2 separate regions of the Anas platyrhynchos genome follow, and region 1 is linked to region 2. Evidence: chromatin contacts called from public Hi-C data. All regions are on one chromosome and are shown on one strand. The core of a region is the stretch at or near the end of the contact, and the rest is flanking DNA. Distances in the headings are between cores, read along the strand shown.

Region 1 (3,469 bases), core at 159-2,658, 200 kb before region 2:
CCATTTCAAATGTCCCTGGCAGCTGCACATTCATCCGTATGTGCTGAACATGCTTTTATACCCCGCTGTTGCTCAGGGGGATGATCCAGAGACCTGCAGGCTCGTGAGCGAGGGGAGCCAGACCTCCCGAACGTGCCGGGGTGCGCTTCCTGCCTGCCTCGAAAGCATCTGGGGGCATCGCCCAACCGGGAAAGCAAGCGTAGACCATGGAAATAGACCCCACCAGGTGGTAGCAAAAACAGATTTCTTGTTGTCTCTGCGCAGCCTTGTTCTCTGTGTGCCCTACTTTACCCCTTGCAATCACCCATGGCATTAATCCTGACCTGGCCGAACACGGTGATTCCCCATGTTGCATCCAGAGGGGTTAGATGTGCATGTCAGAGGGGAGAATCCCAGTATCCCAAAATGAGCAATCCCCCAGTAACGGAGAAGGATGTTACGGCTGTGGTGATGCAGGGGGTGATGCGATGCCCCAAAATGCAGCTGGGAGAGGCAGTGGGGGGGCTGGGGTGGGAAATAGGTGTGGAGGTGACAGCACATGCGTGGAGGACACTGAACATCCGTGGAGAGCTCCAGGGAGCAGGGGGAAGGAGTTTTTCCAGGCTGTGGCTTGGGAACTGGTTGGAGGATGAGGCGCTGGTGAAGTGCCCCTTCCTGTGCCCTGTGCTCTGCAGCCAGCACTGAGCACTGCCTGCTGCGTGAAATGCGGGCAGGAGATATTTTGTGCAGGCTTTGGTGCCAGCACGGCAGGTAGGGCTGGGTTTGTGTCCCCATCCCCTGCTTTTCCTTGTGTTCCTGACAAGAAATGGGTCCAAGAGACCTCCCGCGAGGGGTCCAGCGTGCTGCCTGCATGCCGAGGCGCAGTGCTCGGGAACACACATCCGTCAGCAGACACCCTCTGGGGCAGGTCCAGTACCCAGGCAGGCATCGGTTTGCACCCACTGGGTGTCAAACCCAAGGCTGTTGTTGCTCTCAGAACTGATCGGAGCCCCTCTTGTGTAGTGCAGAGGGAAGCACAGACCGCAAAACCCAGCGGTGGCTTGCAGTAGATGCTTGGTGCTCCCAGGGGTTCACAAGCCCCTTGGGGCTTTTGTGAACAAGGGCTCAGTGCAGCTGAGTTGTTCCACAGCAGCACAGCAGTTCCTGTCTCCTGCTGCTTTTTTTTTTTCCCCTGCACTCCCTTTATTCCTCCTCTCTTTGCTCGAACACACATTGCAGTCTTTTGGACTCTAGTGCACATTGCTCTTAAAAGTTTATGTTACACAGATAAGGTTTTTCTTGGTAGTTTACGTTATACAGATAAGGTTTTTCTGCAGAGGCTGCAAATTCCTGTTAGCTACCAGGCAGCTTCTGTCCTACAGATTTGGAATAGGATGTCCCTACTTGAGCAATGAGGTGATTTAATATGGAAACCAGTGGGAAAAGCAGGCTTAAACCCGGCTAGGAGTGCTGTGCCGTGCTCTCACGTGGAGCTGCATGTGCCTGATGGTCTGCAGCCTTTCCCACCATGAAGGAGGGAGAAGCTGGGAAGAAACACCCCGCTGCATTCACTCCTTGCTGCTGGCAGTGTGCTTCCACGTGGTTTTGTAGGGAAGCAGGCTCTTCACCAGCATGTTGTTTGCTCCAAGAGGGACCGTCGGTCCCAAGTCCAGTCAGCGTGTGTGTCTTAGCAAGCTCTGGCTTCAGCTCAGCATTTTGGCTGCTGGGCTGCTTTCCTAAGGACGATGTACCCAGGGAGGGCTGGTGGGCGCATGGAAACCCTGCCTACAGGGTTTCTTCCTTCTCCCACCCCCGCCAGCCCTCCGGGGGAGGCTGCAGCCTTGTGCTGCGCAGACCTCCCCAGAGCCAGTCTCACCTGGGGACCGAGGGTCGAGGGGCACAGGGGAAGGTGGCAGCCCACTCCAGATGAGGCAGGTAGCAACCGTCTCCCTCCTCCTTGTACCAGAGTGTGTGATCCCCTTCCCCTCCCGGCCCCGGAGCAGGATGCAGCCTTTGCAATGTCGACTGCTGCGGGGAAGTGCCAGCAACCCGCTGCTGCGCTGCTGCTGCAAGCTGTAACCATTTTCCCTTGCATATGCCCAGGTCTGGATGCCAGTCCCCCGGCCAGTACTCATGAACTCACCATTCCCAATGATGTAAGTACAGTGGCGATTCCTCCGCCTGTGTGTCTATGTGTATGCACATATATATACCTATACCTATATATATGTACTCTACAAATGTATGAGCTCGTTAAATACATTTAGAGATACCCCTTCACCGGGTTCACTCATGCCTTTTGTGCAGCTCCTCAGTCTGGTTGTCTGGGGTCACGAAGCACCTGCTGGTCTCTACCCTCTTGGTGGCTTTCCTAGGGGGAATCCTCCTCAGTGCTCCGTTTTCCTTCCCAAGTGAACTTAGTGCTCACGAAAGATGCCCACTTGACAGCGATCAGCAGCGGAGGGAGCTCCCAAGCCAGCCCCAGTATAACGGCCCGATACACCACTGGCAGGTCTGAGCTGTTTCGGATCTGTCCTTCCGAAAGGCAGCACGTGGCGTTTGGGTTCTGGTGGCAGTCAGCAGCTGGGTCCTGCAAGCGGAGGCATTGCGGCGAGGTGGATATCGGACTCAGACTTTTGTCAGAAGGAGGCTGGAGATGCCATGGTCACAGAGAGAGGCTGCTCGGGGTGCTTAGATGGGAGGAGGTGGGATGCAGAGCCCTGGCAGACAGCATCCGGACCCAAGGTCTCGCTTCTGGAGTGGCCTTGTGGTCTCCACGGGTTGATGGCCAGCCTGTGCCCAAACCAGGAGCAGGGCGAGTGGAGACACGGCTCCCAGGCTCCATCCCCACTACTGGCACCCTCAGCCCACCCTTCTCGGGGGATTCTGGATTGTGTCTGGTGCCTGTTTCCTCTTCTTCCTCCTGTTTACCCAGCTTTTGTTGGCCCAGTGAGGAAGCCCCCCTGGGAGACCACCGGGAGTCCTGCAGGTGCTTCTCAGCTTGCCATGGCCACGGCTGGCCAGCCTGGGGGACCGCGGCCCTGGCAGCAATGAGGGCATCTTTGGGAGTGTTGGGGAACCCCTCGAAAGGGGTCTCTCCTGCCTTTTAGCGTGTTGAATGACCTGCCACTGGACACAGGAGTACTGGGAGCGTTCGCTCGCCAAAAGCCTGGCTCACATCAGACCTGCGCTGTATTAAATGTCACTGCCTGCGTCTTTTTTTCTGCCCGCTGAAAATACCTCCTGTTGTTTTGAAGGCTCTGAAATTGCCACTGTCATCTTCCCTGGAAAGAGAGCACAGGCTTGGGTGTCTTCAAGGAGGTTTTAGCAGTGCAGAGCAGACCGTGGTTGCGCTGCAGAGAAAGGAGAGTTCAAGGCAACCCGGTGGTGAAATCCAGCTTGTCACTTCTGTGACTGTCGGGAGAAACTTGAATGCTGTGCAGAGACACTCAGAAGCCTCTGAATAGGTTTGGCTCCTCTCCTCCCCCAA
Region 2 (3,631 bases), core at 686-3,185:
ACTGCTACCCCTACTATAGCTCGTATCTGGGCAAAACCAAGTACAGACAGGTGCTACAGCAGAGATAAAAAAAACGTCAGTCCCGCATGGGGGGAAACATTTTCCTTTCTCCTTTAAATGAAGGCTAAGGGAGCCTTGATGAAGTTGGCCTCTGGATGTTAAGATACTTATTTGTAGACTGAGGGATAGAGAAGATTCTTTAAAGTTCTGAAGAAGCTCGTATTAGGCAATCGTAGCTTTACATACACTTCCTAGACACTGAACATGCTTATTATTATTATAGTTGGTGAATACTCTAAAATAGTCTCACAGAAGGAGTGAGAATTACAACCACTGAAGGTAACAGCAGTAGGTAACGCATGAGCTTTCTAGGGTTAACCCTACAATTTTCTCAACTTCACAATAAGATTTGTGTGCTACTAGTCTCCTGAATTAAAAAAAAAAAAAAGAAACTTCTTCCTCACTGACCCTTTTTAATGGCTTCTGAAATTAACATGGATATATTCTGAATCCAGTTTTATAAAAAGGAGAAAAGTGAAGGAAGGACAGAGAGAGGAGAAGGGAGAAGAGAGGGCCAAACAGTGGCCTCTCTATTGCAGTGAGATTACTAAAGGTTACAAGGGAGACAGGCAACATACACCTATGGTGGAGGATGTCTCAGAAATAAAGTCAGGCAAGGGCCTGGGAAGCCGTGGAGGAAGCCTAGCCAAGAGAAAGGGCTCTGCACCAAGGAGGCCATCACGGCAAGCTCAGTCCACTGAGACCACCTCCAAAAACAAGAGGCAAAGTTCAGTGCTCAGCAATGCTGCTTTCCCCTGTAATCGGATTTGGGCTTCACAATAATAGTTTTCAAAAACTTGTTTCTATCAGCTTCCACACTTCATCTATAAACAGGTGACCCACTTGTCTTCCAAAGTTATTTTAAAATACTGTTCACATTTCTCTGTCTTCTCCAGATCTCAACAACTATAGCTACCTACCAAATCTTTAGACCTATGACAAAGTAGGCACTTTAAATGTTTTAATGATCTTAACCTAAGCATGTTGAAACACGTAGTTGTCTTCCACAGAAAATAAAACTTCAAGGACACATTTTAGAGCCCTTGGTACATGCTGTGGATTACTGTACAATACCGGATATCCTGTTGGACTTGGCATGGGAGATAAAATGAGGATGGCTATCAATTTACAGAATGTAGCTACCCATAAACATATTTTCTTTGTTTTGGAGAGGCACGTCCCTACCCCGCTGGACTGACGATTTCTCCCATTTTAATACACAGAGTAATAAACACACAAGGCCTGATTTTCATCGGTGCACCTTCACCTGCTCTGAGGCACATGCTGACTTGCTGGGTTTAAGTCGCTTTCCCAGCAAAGAGATTTTCCTCACCACAGGCAGCAGTGCTTCATCTTTCACAAAAGGTCAAGCTGTGAACAAGCAGATAAACTTGCTTTGCACAGACTGATTTTAAATGTATTAAACCACAGGACCTTGATAACCCACTGTAGTGGCCAAATGATTATACCCATATCTATTTAATAAGCTGATCTCTGATACCAACAGTCCTTCTCTATCATTTGATAGCTTAGATGTGTATTCCCACATTTCATTCCCTCCAGTGTACTTGCTTCTACCTCAAGGTAAACAACTTTTGACATGTACTTCACCCAAAACTCCCCATCACCACCCAGAGCAGCAATCATCTTTTCACTCCTCTCAATTCTTTCCGCTCTAACAGTTTTTCTTGCAAGGCATCACAAATTAACACGTTAGCTGCAGACACCTTAGAGTTCTGCCTGCTGCCTACCAGATCCAGAAGGTAATGGCACCTCAAGAGATGAGGCAACACACTGCTTTTCACCACGCAGCTCTGAGCTGAGGACGCATTTGGAACCTGCCGCCCAGGCAGCAATTCCAACATCTGCATTGGCAGAGCTACATTGTACTCTCATTCCTTCCACTGAGCTTTCAGTGCTTGGAATTTTTCTCCCCTTGCATGTTTCCAGTTTGCAATTTTTCCAAATAAAATCACTATGTTGCTTGGTCTATGAGTTGTTACAAATCTCAACCTCGTTTGCATCACTCCTGTACTCTCCAATGTTTGTGACTTCACCCACTTTAGGGTTATCTCCAGACTTAATATATTTACACATATTCATTTAAAACCATTTAAAAACAACTGTTTAAGAACTCAAGAGTTAAAAAAAAAAAAAAAGGAATAAAACAAAAGCACAACCAAACATCACAAATGCTTAAATCTCTGATTACTCACTAAAATGTACCAAAACAAAATCACTTATAATAGACCATGATGTAATAGATCAATTCCAATAACTTGATAGCTAATTATAACTATAAAAGCAGGGTAATAAAACACAGCAAAGTGCAGAAAGAAAAATGGATGTCCTGATTACAAACTGACCAAAAGACTCAAAATCGATAGCTGACTTTAAATAGGATCTACATGAGACAGTACCAGCAACCTGCCCCTTCCCCACATGGTGTAGTATGCTGAATTACCCCTACAAACACTGGGTTCTCTTCCACACTGGAGTAGCCTTTTATGCACATCTGTTAGAAAGGTAAAATGCAAGCTGGCCCTAAAGTACGCTTTGTTGTAGACAATATGGGCATCAAGGTCAGTTTTGGAGTGCTGGAGGGAAAAAAAGTTGTTTGCATGTGTTGCCTTTTAAAAAAATATATTTAAAACTGTACCTTGAGCTCAAATGCCCAGAATTGACCACATAGTTTCTCCACACCTTGCACAGCATAACTACAGCAAGAGTCCACTTACGGGGTGGCACTCTGGGACAACAAATAGGTTCACAGAACTGAGAATGCAGGTCAAAATCTCACAAAGCAAGGAGACCAGAAGTACCCATCACCGTCCAGTGGTCCATTGAAGTCCCTTAAAAAGGCTGTGTAAGTTGTTATGCATTGATCTTCTGGGCAGAAAAACAACTTTACCCCCTTAGAATGATAAAAGTGTGAACTGGGAGAGAATATAATGATTCTACTTTCCCCACCTCAGAACGAAACTTACCAGAAGTCGCCCTGAAAAATTATTCAGGGCAAGAATAATTCTTATTCTTTTCTACTTCATATTGTAGTTCCCATTTTCATCATTTTACTGATTCAGGAACTAGTAACATGTAAAAAACAGTGAATTTTTTGGCGTCTGGTGCCAAATCCACCTTTAAAAGCACTATTTTAAAATAGTGAAATAGCTGAACCTACTGAAGAAATCATAAAGACCTGAAATAGCATAATTCTAGATTTGAAAAAGCATGAAACATTCATAAATAATCCAAGAATCATGAAAAATAAAGAGACAGCATATAGGAATTTCTAAATAATGCATTTTGTCCATGCAACTAGAGGAAACAACGTATGTATAATAATCACGTTTATATATACTCTTCAACCCCAGATTATAGAATGATATTGAATCAGACATAGAGTAATTTGAATGAACTTTAAAACAATGTTTTTGCGATGGCAAAGGTCAAAGCCTCAAAACTCTCATTAGAATAAACAGAAAGTTGAAACGAATTCATGGGATCTTATATGTATATGTATGCATATATACATACATAACAAGTAGATGGATTTAGACAGACATATCAT

The links. A called contact is a pair of places that touch in the nucleus more often than the background predicts.
Region 1: a contact with region 2 is called in a Hi-C map of liver, with 2.3 times the contacts expected there. The contact joins two enhancer-like sites. A contact is called at or near these places in 2 of 8 Hi-C or Micro-C datasets (liver and subcutaneous adipose tissue).

Annotation. Positions count from the first base shown.
Region 1 is chr7:28,880,495-28,883,963 of IASCAAS_PekinDuck_T2T, reverse strand. It overlaps PCBP3 (poly(rC) binding protein 3), which reads left to right. Exons shown (of 15, transcript XM_072041159.1): 14 at 2,083-2,135. Among named protein-coding and RNA genes, the nearest start is that of COL6A1, 16 kb to the right of the region's middle. Within about 2 kb of position 1,408, at least 1 of the 8 cell types and tissues checked has an H3K27ac peak or open chromatin away from gene starts, as enhancers often do.
Region 2 is chr7:28,682,160-28,685,790 of IASCAAS_PekinDuck_T2T, reverse strand. The region is part of intron 4 of ADARB1 (adenosine deaminase RNA specific B1); the gene reads right to left. Among named protein-coding and RNA genes, the nearest start is that of ADARB1, 46 kb to the right of the region's middle. Within about 2 kb of position 1,935, at least 1 of the 8 cell types and tissues checked has an H3K27ac peak or open chromatin away from gene starts, as enhancers often do.